2 separate regions of the Mus musculus genome follow, and region 2 is linked to region 1. A link is a contact called in public Hi-C data. All regions are on one chromosome and are shown on one strand. The core of a region is the stretch at or near the end of the contact, and the rest is flanking DNA. Distances in the headings are between cores, read along the strand shown. Region 1 overlaps Dock10 (dedicator of cytokinesis 10). Region 2 overlaps Nyap2 (neuronal tyrosine-phophorylated phosphoinositide 3-kinase adaptor 2).

The links. A called contact is a pair of places that touch in the nucleus more often than the background predicts.
Region 2: a contact with region 1 is called in a Hi-C map of the N1E-115 cell line, with 11 times the contacts expected there. The contact joins two enhancer-like sites. A contact is called at or near these places in 2 of 15 datasets of contacts at CTCF or cohesin (large pre-B cells and pro-B cells), 26 of 484 Hi-C or Micro-C datasets (B cells, CD4 T cells, the G1E-ER4 cell line and 19 more) and 2 of 115 datasets of contacts at active chromatin or transcription factors (embryonic fibroblasts and memory CD8 T cells).

The regions. Positions count from the first base shown.
Region 1 is chr1:80,720,378-80,725,855 of GRCm38.p6, forward strand. The region is part of intron 1 of Dock10 (dedicator of cytokinesis 10); the gene reads right to left. Among named protein-coding and RNA genes, the nearest start is that of Dock10, 35 kb to the right of the region's middle. Within about 2 kb of position 2,479, at least 29 of the 459 cell types and tissues checked have an H3K27ac peak or open chromatin away from gene starts, as enhancers often do. A contact at or near this core is called in the N1E-115 cell line, where this site is marked.
Region 2 is chr1:81,283,402-81,288,797 of GRCm38.p6, forward strand. All of the region lies in intron 5 of Nyap2 (neuronal tyrosine-phophorylated phosphoinositide 3-kinase adaptor 2), which reads left to right. Among named protein-coding and RNA genes, the nearest start is that of Nyap2, 210 kb to the left of the region's middle. Within about 2 kb of position 3,115, at least 10 of the 459 cell types and tissues checked have an H3K27ac peak or open chromatin away from gene starts, as enhancers often do. A contact at or near this core is called in the N1E-115 cell line, where this site is marked.

The DNA of each region.
Region 1 (5,478 bases), core at 1,229-3,728:
TCTTAAAATATTTGCATAGATCCACCCCACATTCTCCTTTCTGATGAGAGGGAAGTTCTTGTTCCTTTAGCCCCATTTCTGTGAACTCTTGTCTTCCAGGGTCATACTCTGTCAATCTCCATCCTCCCCTCTGCTGGCTTTTTCTAATAAGTAGCACAATAAATTGTCTTCCACATACTGAATAAACAAATAACATCTCCTTTAACCTTGAAATGTCTGTGACACTCTTTGGCCTTCCCTTGTTGGCAAGCATCCAAAAAAATTCATCTATAGATCCCACATTTCCCTTCATCATTGTCATTTATTTTTAACCCCAAAGTGTCTACTACCAACAGTCAACATCACCAAAGGTGTGCTGGAAGCCCCAGTAAATGATTTTATATAGACAAAAGGTAGTGGGAGTTCTTAGATGCATTTTCCCCTACAAAGCATTGTTCTTGAATTCTCATAGAACTAAACTTCCTGTGAGGATCTTGTCTAGGATGGCATTCACAAGGCCACTACAGTGAATGATACTCTGCTTTGTGACATTAGCATATCAGCTTTCCTTCCCTGTTGTCTCTCTTTCTCTCTTCTCATTGAGTTAGTATTTACTGTGCTGTTCGATGCTATTCTAGGTCCTGAAAATAGTGTAATATGCACTGGGACACAGATAGCTTCCCTTGCCCTCATATACATTGGTAAAAACAATGTATGTATGTGTGTGTGTGTGTGTGTGTATAGCATATATATGAGTATATATGTATATATATGTAAAATTATTCTTTCCTGAGGTAATACTATTCATATATATATTTCTTCATTAATTTTCATGGATTCTTTAGAGTGTTGTATGATTTGTTGACAAATTTTGATAAAGAAAATTTTAAATTTCAAGAAGCAGCCTTTCACAGCTTCCCAACTGAGAATTGCAACTTTACGGAACCCAACAGTGGACACTAAACTGTATTGCACTGCGTAGCAAATGCTCAGACAAGCTCAGCATGGGTTGAGAGCATTATTGTGTGCAGTATCACAGCATCCCTTGGATCATCCTTCAGACTGCATCCTGTCTGATGTCACATGGCACTAAAGCAATTAGTGTTAGACTCACAAGTGACCTTGAGATAGAAACAAAGAGGATTGTCAAGGCAAAAAGAATGTGACTTTCAATTTTATACACCTTTTGTTCAAAAACACAGTGTCTCTAAGGAAGACTTATGATGAGCCTTTTGAAGCCACAAGAGCTATGTCTTTTCAGCTGTAAAACAACATTGAAATCATCCATTTCTCTCTCTCTCTCTCTCTCTCTCTCTCTCTCTCTCTCCCCCTCACCCCCCCCCCACAAGTTTTGCACATCATAGAAAACTGACTTCAGTTTCATTGATGCATTTTCTAATCATCTCTTGCTGGCATTTAAAAACTCAAAGGAAGATTCATGAATGTTAAAGTTCTCTTAGCATCTAGAAATAAATGCTTTGTTCAGAACAATCCTTGGAGAATCATAATTATTATCAAAGTCCTTCATGAAAAACTTCAAGGAGAACACTTCAAAACTGGAAGAAGTGACGGTATCATCCTGAGCATTTCCTGTTCTTGATTCACGGACAGCTATCGTGCCACACTTGTCAGAAGGCCAAGAGAATTTTTAACATGTTCACAGTGTCTCAAGGATGTCCATGTCATTATCAGGGCTGGATAAAGGGGCTGAGATGTGCCAGCTAGTGCCTCTATGCCTTCCTCTCTGAGAAAGGCATAGATAATTCAAGCTATTACTAAGGAGAAAAGCCAACCACTAGCAGCTGTGTTCATTTGCTTCAAAATGTGCTAATTGGAGAGCTCGCCTACTGAAAATGGTTTAATGCTATCTCATGTAAACAACAGGCAGATGAGGACTTTTATGGGCACTGGAGTTATCTTCAGAGTTTTAATCACTGAACTGTGGAGAGATAATATTTCATTCTATTCCAATTGTCATAGCTACCACAAACAGGGTGTCATACTCAATATAAACTGATTGTTTATATTTTGAATGGATAGAGAAGTCCTGGACCAAGTCACTGGTAGATTTAGAGTCAGAAGAGGGATCTGCCTTCTAGGTTACACATGTTAACATCCAAGTTCTCATTTGCTGGAAACAGCTGCCTCAGGCTTGAGTCCATTGATAAGGACTATGCTGCCCTCTAACAACTGGACTCTCATTCCCTCGATCTTTCTGGTTTCACTGCTTTGGTGTTAAGATTGCAACATTTGAATTCTAAGAAGGATAGAGAACTTTTGGACCACCATGGCTATAGAGGGCCAGTCAGTTCAGTCAAGAGGTTTAGATGTGGTGTCTAAGAAGCTATCTGCTGTTGGCCATGTGTGTTGGATAACTGTTATGGGGTAGAAAAATGAAGATAATAAGTTCTTTAAAGACGAGAGGCTCAAGCTTCAGAAGCAAACAGCCTTAGAAGGTAACTCTGCTGGCATTTTCCACATAAGCATCGCCCCCTGGTGTCCACGCAGAGAGGACGCTTCAAGAGCTGTCTTGTAAGAAGGAAGTAATGCTATCCCTAACACCATTTACCCATGTTCTCATTTATCCAGGTCTTAGTCCCTAACTGCACTGCTGATAAAGGCAGCTACAGCATGCAGCATCAAGCATCATACTGAGTTTAAGACAAAAAGCTTCTCCTACTTCTGAGTGTCCATTATTGACAGACATATCATTAATATTTTCCTGGCAGGGATTTCATTAATTTTTCAGTTCTCCTGAACAAATGAGAATATTGAAACACATTGTTTCAGAGGCTACTGGTTACACTGAAAATGGCTACACGATATCTCAGGAGGATGTTCAGACACTCAGCCAGTCAGTCATTTATATCCACAGATGGAGAGGAGTGACAGACCCTGCTTCTCACAGCTTCCTGGACTGGAGGAGTTAAGATTGTCCTAGATTCTCAGTACTCACTGAAGAATTGGAATGACCAGATCCGTGTGGTCTGCACCAAGTGGACAGATAACAACTGACAACAACGACAATGGCAAAGACGATGACACAATGGTGAGGACCACATGACCATGATGATTACATCATAGCCAAAATCCCTGTCAAAGTCAGATCAAGGATTTATAAACTATGGGGGAAAGAGCATCATCTTTCTTTTGTTTCAAACATTCCAAACGGAGTCTCAGAGATGCTTCTCTGTGAGTCACAGTAGAGCTTCCTGTTGAATGCAGCCTGTTCTCTCAAAAGTACGTGTCATAATGGCAATATTAAGAGATACTTAATAATCATGAAATGATGACTAGCAGTTCTCAAGCTCCCAATATCCTCCCACTCCCTTATTTAATCTGCAACACAAATACATTGTTATTACTATAGTAGGCTGAATGGTACCCTATCCCTCAAGACATGCCACCTTCAAATCTCTAGAACACAGAATGGGTCCTGTTTTCAAAAACACAGGTATTTAGAGAGAAGCCATAGGTCTGAAAGTAAGGACATGCTGGATCACACAGAGCAAGAGACAGAGAGTGAAGAGACAGAAGAAAAAAAAACACACAACAACAACAAAAAGCCTTTAAAAGATGTAGGCAGACCCTAGAGTCATATAGTCCAGTCCCCAAATATCTGGTGCTGCTACTACATACTGGGAGAGGCATCACAGACCTGCCCCAGAGATAGAATAGACTTACTGCTTTGCTTTCAGACTTTGGCTTGTGACAAGGCAAATTTCAGATATTACAAGTCACGTGGTAGTCATCTGCACTAGCAGCTCAAGGAAACTCATGCATTCTCAAAGTTGAGAAAGCTGAGGCTCAGAGAGTTTGAGGTAACTTCCCAGAGCTGCGCAGCTAAGCATTCATGTGTGGAAAATAGGGTCATGTTCTAACTGATAGTTTTCCTTACTCCCCCTGTGTTCCAATGACAAGGCCACAGGTTGGCTTCCCAGTCTGCAAAGCATCTGTTTACCTAACAGGGAAGCAAGAATGCTGAATGTGTGCTGAGGCAGAGTTTCAGGGCAGCTTCATCCTGCAACTTTCTGCCTTGAGAATCAATTTTTGTTTGCATTAAAAGAGCCATTAGAGTCTATACATCAGCAATTTCATTCATGTGTGGCCTAGCTTCTCAACTAAGGGATAAGACTGTTCTATACTTGGCCCCCAACGGGCCTGTTTTATTCCTCTAATCATAAGTATAATCGTCTTTACTCATGCTGGGCAATAATACAACGGAGGATGAACATTAAGTTAAACATAAAAAGAGTCTCAAATCAATCAAAGCATCTCATGAAAGTAATTTTAGAAAGGAGAGTAAATTACAGTAGATTTGGAAGGGAACTGAAAGCTGAGACCTCACATTCCTGCTAGGAAAAAATAACCTTCAAACTATTGCACCATGAGACAAAAATTTCAACACCCTCCAGCGGAGTAGGTTAAGGGTTACAAACCCCTAAGAGTACAAATTATAATTTTACACTCCATCAGGAACAGGTTGTCTTATTGTCCCCAGAACCTCCTCAAGTCAGCAATCTCTGTTGTAAGGTGAAATTCAAGAGGAGGTAAAACAAGATACGTGATTCAAACAGCACAGTCACAGTCTCGAGGATAAAAATGTCAAAGCCAGAGGATGACCTGGTGCAGTGAAAGAGATGACAGACAGGGACTTTAAGGATATATTGATAGCCAAGAGACTGAGGGATACACAGTACATCACAGAATTTATCAAAGGTATGAGAGAGTAGATTCTTTGATCTGTTGCCTTACTGTCTACTTTGTTGTAGAGGGTACCATAGCAAGATGGCTTGAGAACTCGTGGGAAAGGAAACAGGGTACCAGAGACCAGCAGAGATCAAAGAGACCAAATCCGGCCACAATAATCTTGTTTCACTTTTCCTTGGTCTAAGAGAGGAAGATTGTGCGAATTTTAGGAAGGCATCTGATAAGATGTCCCACTTGTTCCTCTAGACATCGTTGGAGGGTGGTTTATAGCAGCATGGTGCTCTTGGAGCCATTAATTTAAACAAACACATGTATAAAAATTGATGCCAGGGCATGTGAACACTTTTGGTGATGACATGAAGCTAGTAGCAAAATTAGTGGGTTGAAATAACCAAGATCCTTAGTGTTCTCATATGTAAGAATAGTTTACTCTTCAGGAAGGCTTAAAAGGAAATGCTAGCTAAAGTAAAAAAATCACAAAGGAAAGACAGTACTCAACAGTGTGTTTATAAAAAATATTTAGACATCAGTAAGAACTAGCATGAAGTAAAGAATAGAATGTTAAGTTATATTCACAGAACAGTATTTTAAATAATGAATGGGCTGACAAGATGGCTCCGTAGGAACTTGTCATTAAACCTGATGTCTTCGATTGGATCTCCAGGGTTCTCATGATAGAAGGCAAGAACCAGCTCCTGCAAGCTGTCCTATGCCCTCCACAAGCTCCCCATGATGCAAATCCACCTACATAACCACACCCACTTATAATGAGTAAATAAATAAACAAGC
Region 2 (5,396 bases), core at 1,865-4,364, 560 kb after region 1:
TCTCCACTCCCCTGTCTATCCACTATAGCTAGTTTTAGCTAAGAACCCAAGGAGCTAAAGGGATCTGCAACCCTATAGGTGGAACAACATTATGAACTAACCAGTACCCCGGAGCTCTTGACTCTAGCTGCATATGTATCAAAAGATGGCCTAGTCAGCCATCACTGGAAAGAGAGGCCCATTGGACACGCAAACTTTATATGCCCCAGTACAGGGGAACGCCAGGGCCAAAAAGGGGGAGTGGGTGGGTAGGGGAGTTGGGGTGGGTGGGTATGGGGGACTTTTGGTATAGCATTGGAAATGTAAATGAGCTAAATACCTAATAAAAAATGGAAAAAAAAAAAGACTGGCGACAGCATAGTATGACTAGAGGAGAGCATTTCACAAGTGTGTTTCCACAGATCAAGTCTGGGCTTTGGGGAGCTATGCAGGTCATATCTCTGTTGGTTCTGCCTGGCAAATAAGCAAAGACACAGAGCAATAGTTGTGAGCTCTTCAGGTGATAGACCGCCAATCCTGGGGGGCTTTCTTTTGAGCCTTGGAAAGCATCCAAAGAAGAGAGATTTTCAAGTTCAAATATGCCCTGAAGCCACAGAGGGGAGAAGTCAGCTAACACTGTGCAGTCAATAAACTTTTTTCCAGTATTTGTCTCTCCCTTGATGGGCACAGAGATTGCATTTCCAGCACTAGGCCAGAGGCTCAAGCAAGGAAGAGGACATTATTCTTACTGGTAACATGCTCTAACAGCCAAGGAGAAGTTTCTTTAAATGATGACCAAATTCTTGATTAATCAAGTCATTTGGATGTTTAGGTTATAGCTCATGATTATTTTTTAACTTGTATAAACTGAATGGTCTCCTTATAGTTTATTTTAAGTGTAGTGTGTGTGTGTGTGTGTGTGTGTGTGTGTGCATGCACATACACCACATTTTTGCAAGTCTATGCAGAGGCTAAAGTGCTTTAGATCCCTTAAAGTTACAGGTGGTTACCAGCTGCCTAGTTAAGATTCTGGGTACCAAATTCAAGTCCTCTGGAAGACAGAATATCAAGTACTCTTAACTACTGAGCCATTTCTGCAGCTACAAACTGAATGAGTTTTTGTTATCAGAGTGAAAAAAACAAAACACTAAGCTTTGGCCTATGTATGACATATGTAATAGAAAGAATTAGACAAATGAAACTCAATTTGTGCACACAAAAGAATGTCATGATTTTTCTGTGCTGCCTTGTTTTATGTCAACCTGACATTGACTAGAGTCATTTTGGAAAAAGGAACCTCAGCTGAGAAAATACCCCACAAGATTGGCTTGTGGGTCAGTAAGCCTGTGGTGATTTTCTTAACTGATAATTGATGTTTCAGAGTTAACCTATTGTGGGAGGTGCCAGCTCTTGGCAGGAAGTTCTGGAATGTATAAGAAAGCAAGCCAGTTAAGAAGCACTCCTTCATGGTCTCTGCCTTAGTTTCTGCACCCAGGTTCCTGCCCTTTGTGTTTCTATCCTGCCTTCCCTCAGTGATAGACTATGCTATAGAACCATAAATGAAATAAATCCTTTTTGTCCTAGTCAGTCATCAATCGGAGGAGAGTCCCTTGGTCCTGGGATGGTTCTATGCCCCAGTATAGGGGAATGCCAGGGCTAGGAATGGGAGTGGGTGAGTTGGGGAGCAGGGGGAGGGGGGGGATGGGATAGGGGATTTTCAGAGAGAAAACTAGGAAAGGGGATAACATATGAAATGTAAATAAAGAAAATATCTAATTTAAAAAAAGAGAGAAAGAAATCCTTTCTTCCCAAGTTGCTTTTGGTTAAAATATTTTATCACAACAATAGAAACTAAGGCATTTTCTGTTTGTATATAAGGTTTTATATGTTTAAACAAATATTTTAAATATTTAAATAGTTACAATACTTTAAAGAACATAAAATTCAAGATAATTAGAAAATTTTAACTAAAAGCCTTACAAATGATATTTAGCACACATTATAGGACCAAACCGGATTACCTCTGTAGATTTTTTGTGTGATATACTTGAAACAATGTTTGTGTGTGTGTGTGCACATGTGTGTTGATTTATTACATTTGATATCATGTCATATCTACTTCATAAGAATCTACACATGCATGGGCAGGAGTTATTAAATAGTTTTTAAAATAATGCTAAGGCTCAAATAAAAGTGTGTAATTTTCAGGATTCTTTGGCAAGTATTATTTTCAAAACAAAGAACAGACTTCAGGTTTTTGAATTTCAGTGGAGTGCTTGTTTAATGACTTATTCAGTGCAACATTATGTGTGGAAAGCTGAGGGGGGGGGAGTTATTAATGGCAGAAATAAAGTCTAACCACAGTACTTCCTTGGGAGCATGTTGTCTGACATTCTGATGACCCCAAGACTGAGCTCTCAAGGCTAATTAGGAAGAATTACATTTAAGCAAGAGGACCGAGAAGGGCTACGGCTTACGATTGGATATATCACATTGTACAGGGGCTAAAAGGAGGTCAGAGAGGCAGCCCATAGCCTGTGTTTGTGATTTGACTCTTACCTTAAAATGTCAGGAAGCCATTTATAGATTTTTAAACCCAGGACTTATGTAATCAAGAGGAGCCTATAATTTATCATCCTCCTAGACCAAGAACAACAGAATTATGGAGATAAATCTGCTGTCCCAAATGGCATGCCTTATAAAACCAAAGGAGAAATGTTTTCTTTGCTCTTTGGTCCACACAATCTTTGTTTCTGTCACTAAGTGAAAGATGCTTGTGGCTGACTGTGTTGTGTTACCATATCATGTTAATTCTTGAAAGCTTGAGCAGCCTGCTCATGCATGTGTGTTGGTTGTTTACCGAAATACAAAACAAGAAAACGATATATACTTGGATGAGTATTGACTCTTCCCACACATCTGTAGGAACTGCACACATCTGTAAAAACCGCAGGTCCTGGGGTGATGAGAAGGTGGCTTATGGCATCTAGGAGCTCATTCTTGCTTTTCCAGGGGCTGACAGTAAAAGCAGCATTTAATAAACTGGGACACACATCTTTGTTTTCTAATAGTTTTATGTAATTTCCTTTAAGCTATTATATTCATACTCCAACTTTGGGGGGAAGTAAGGTGCTAATTACAGCTGCAGTAGAGCAGTCTGAAGTCCAAGAACTGGGTGATATTGACTTCTCTCTGTGCTTGCCTATGAGAGAGTACCTGCCCATGAAGCCAGTCTTACCTCATCTGTTTTATAATATCAACCAGCTACTCACCACATTCTCCCCCTCTTTGTTCTCCCTTCCCTTCTTTTCCTCCCTCCTCTTCCTGTCTTCCTTCCTGTCTCCTTCCCTCCTTCTCTCTCTGATAGTAAACATTAACAAATGGAGGTAATTCCGTTTTATAAATGTGAATGATAAAGTAATTCATCACACATATTATTTTGTATGCATATATTTTGCATAAACTTGATTTCCAATTTAAAACACACACACACACACACACATACAATGTGATGTTGTATAATACAGTGATACTTTGAACACTACAGAAAAAATTGCAATTTGGTCATAATTTCATTCTTGAAAAAAAACAAAAACAAAAAAAACAAAAAAACCCTGTATTTCCAGCTAATCTTAGTTGGGTCTCTTGAGAATTAACCAGCCATAGATAGTTCATCAGCTGATTCAGAGGGTAGTTCTTTTTTATTTGTCTCAGTAAAATATCAGAGCTGCCCAAGAACCTTGAAGGCAGTGTGCTGGCACATGATTCCACCCCAACCCTCTGGGGATGCCCTTTATGATAATGCTCCTATTGGCAGCCCTTGGCTATCCTTGGACAGGGCCCATGGGTACACTACACCAACACCACTCACAAAGAACACTCTTGCTGTTTCTTTGAAAATCCATAGAAGACATTACTTACTATAGCAGAAGGCTCAGTCTGACTTGTGTTAAGGCTTTTGAGACTAGTGCAGGAAGCTTGTTTTTACTGCCATCTACTGTTACCAGAGAGGAACTACAAACTCCAAATCAACTTTCCCTCCTTCCCTCCCTCCCTGCCCCTCTCCCCTGAGTGCTCTAGCTCTTGCTGTCTCACCCTCTCCCTCCTTCAATGGGAAGACTTCATTTTAAAGAAAGATTGGAGACTTTTAAAGAATGGAGAAATTTCAATTTTATAAATATGAACTATAAAACAGATTTTACATTCACCTCCTTTGAAATATGGTTTAAAATAATTTGTTTCATATTGTATTAGCTACAGTCCTCTGCTCTACCAACTGAGCTATTGAAGGCTCTGGCTGGCTAGATGGCTCAGCGGATAAGAGCACTGACTGCTCTCCCGAAGGTCCTGAGTTCAAATCCCAGCAACTGCATTGTGGCTCACAACCATCTGTAAGAGATCTGATGCCCTCACTGTACTCATATACGTAAAATAAATGAATAAATCTTTAAAAAATAAGTTGTTTCATAAATACTCAATTAGTTTTTATCAGAAACCAGTGGTGACCATGCTAGAGTTAAACATCTGAAGGAACTCCAGCCACAGATAGGTAGTTAATGAGGAAAGAATATTTAAGTGGCCTTTTTCTTAACTGTGTATACTCCTCTTCAGTACCCTTCTCAAAGTCAGTAAACAGTAGTATTTGGAAGGGTAGTTGCAATGGTTTTTCATATCAATAAACTCACCATAATGTTGTCATATTAAATGCCATCTTTTTCTCTTGGTCTGCAGAGCACTACTTCCACTTACCATGATTTATAACCTATGTACATAGCAAGCATCAATTCTCTAAGAAGGTCCTAAGTGCAGTTCTGCCATATACTGAGGCATCCCATTATAAAATCAATATATTACATCCACTAATACCGACACTGATCTCAAGAAAAGCCTCCAAATGCTGTTTTTTTCTCGAGCTCATGGTGATAGATCCATGTATTCAGAATTAATTTTTGCCTGAATGTGCAATTTACTACTATCATTGCGACAATAGACAATGCCAGATACCTTTTTGAACCAATGGAATCGCTGCATTAATTTTCAAGAAAATATTTGTCACTTACACAAGCCTGTGGGGCAGAAAACAAAGCATCATGGGACAGTTTGGTACCTCTGCTATGATGGGCTTAAGTAACAGTGGGTTTGAGCATTACTTTGGGGGTTTTGATACATTGCTGGTGGAATTGCAAGCTGGCACAACCACTCTGAAAGTCAGTCTGGCAGTTCCTCAGAAAATTGGGCATAGTACTACCTAAAGATCCAGCAATACCTCTCCTGGGCATATACCCAGATGATGCTCCAACATGTAATAAGGACACATGTTCCACTACATTCATAGCAGACATATTTATAATACCAAGAAGCTGGAAAGAACCCAGATGTCCCTCAACAAAGGAATAGATACAGAAAATGTGATACAT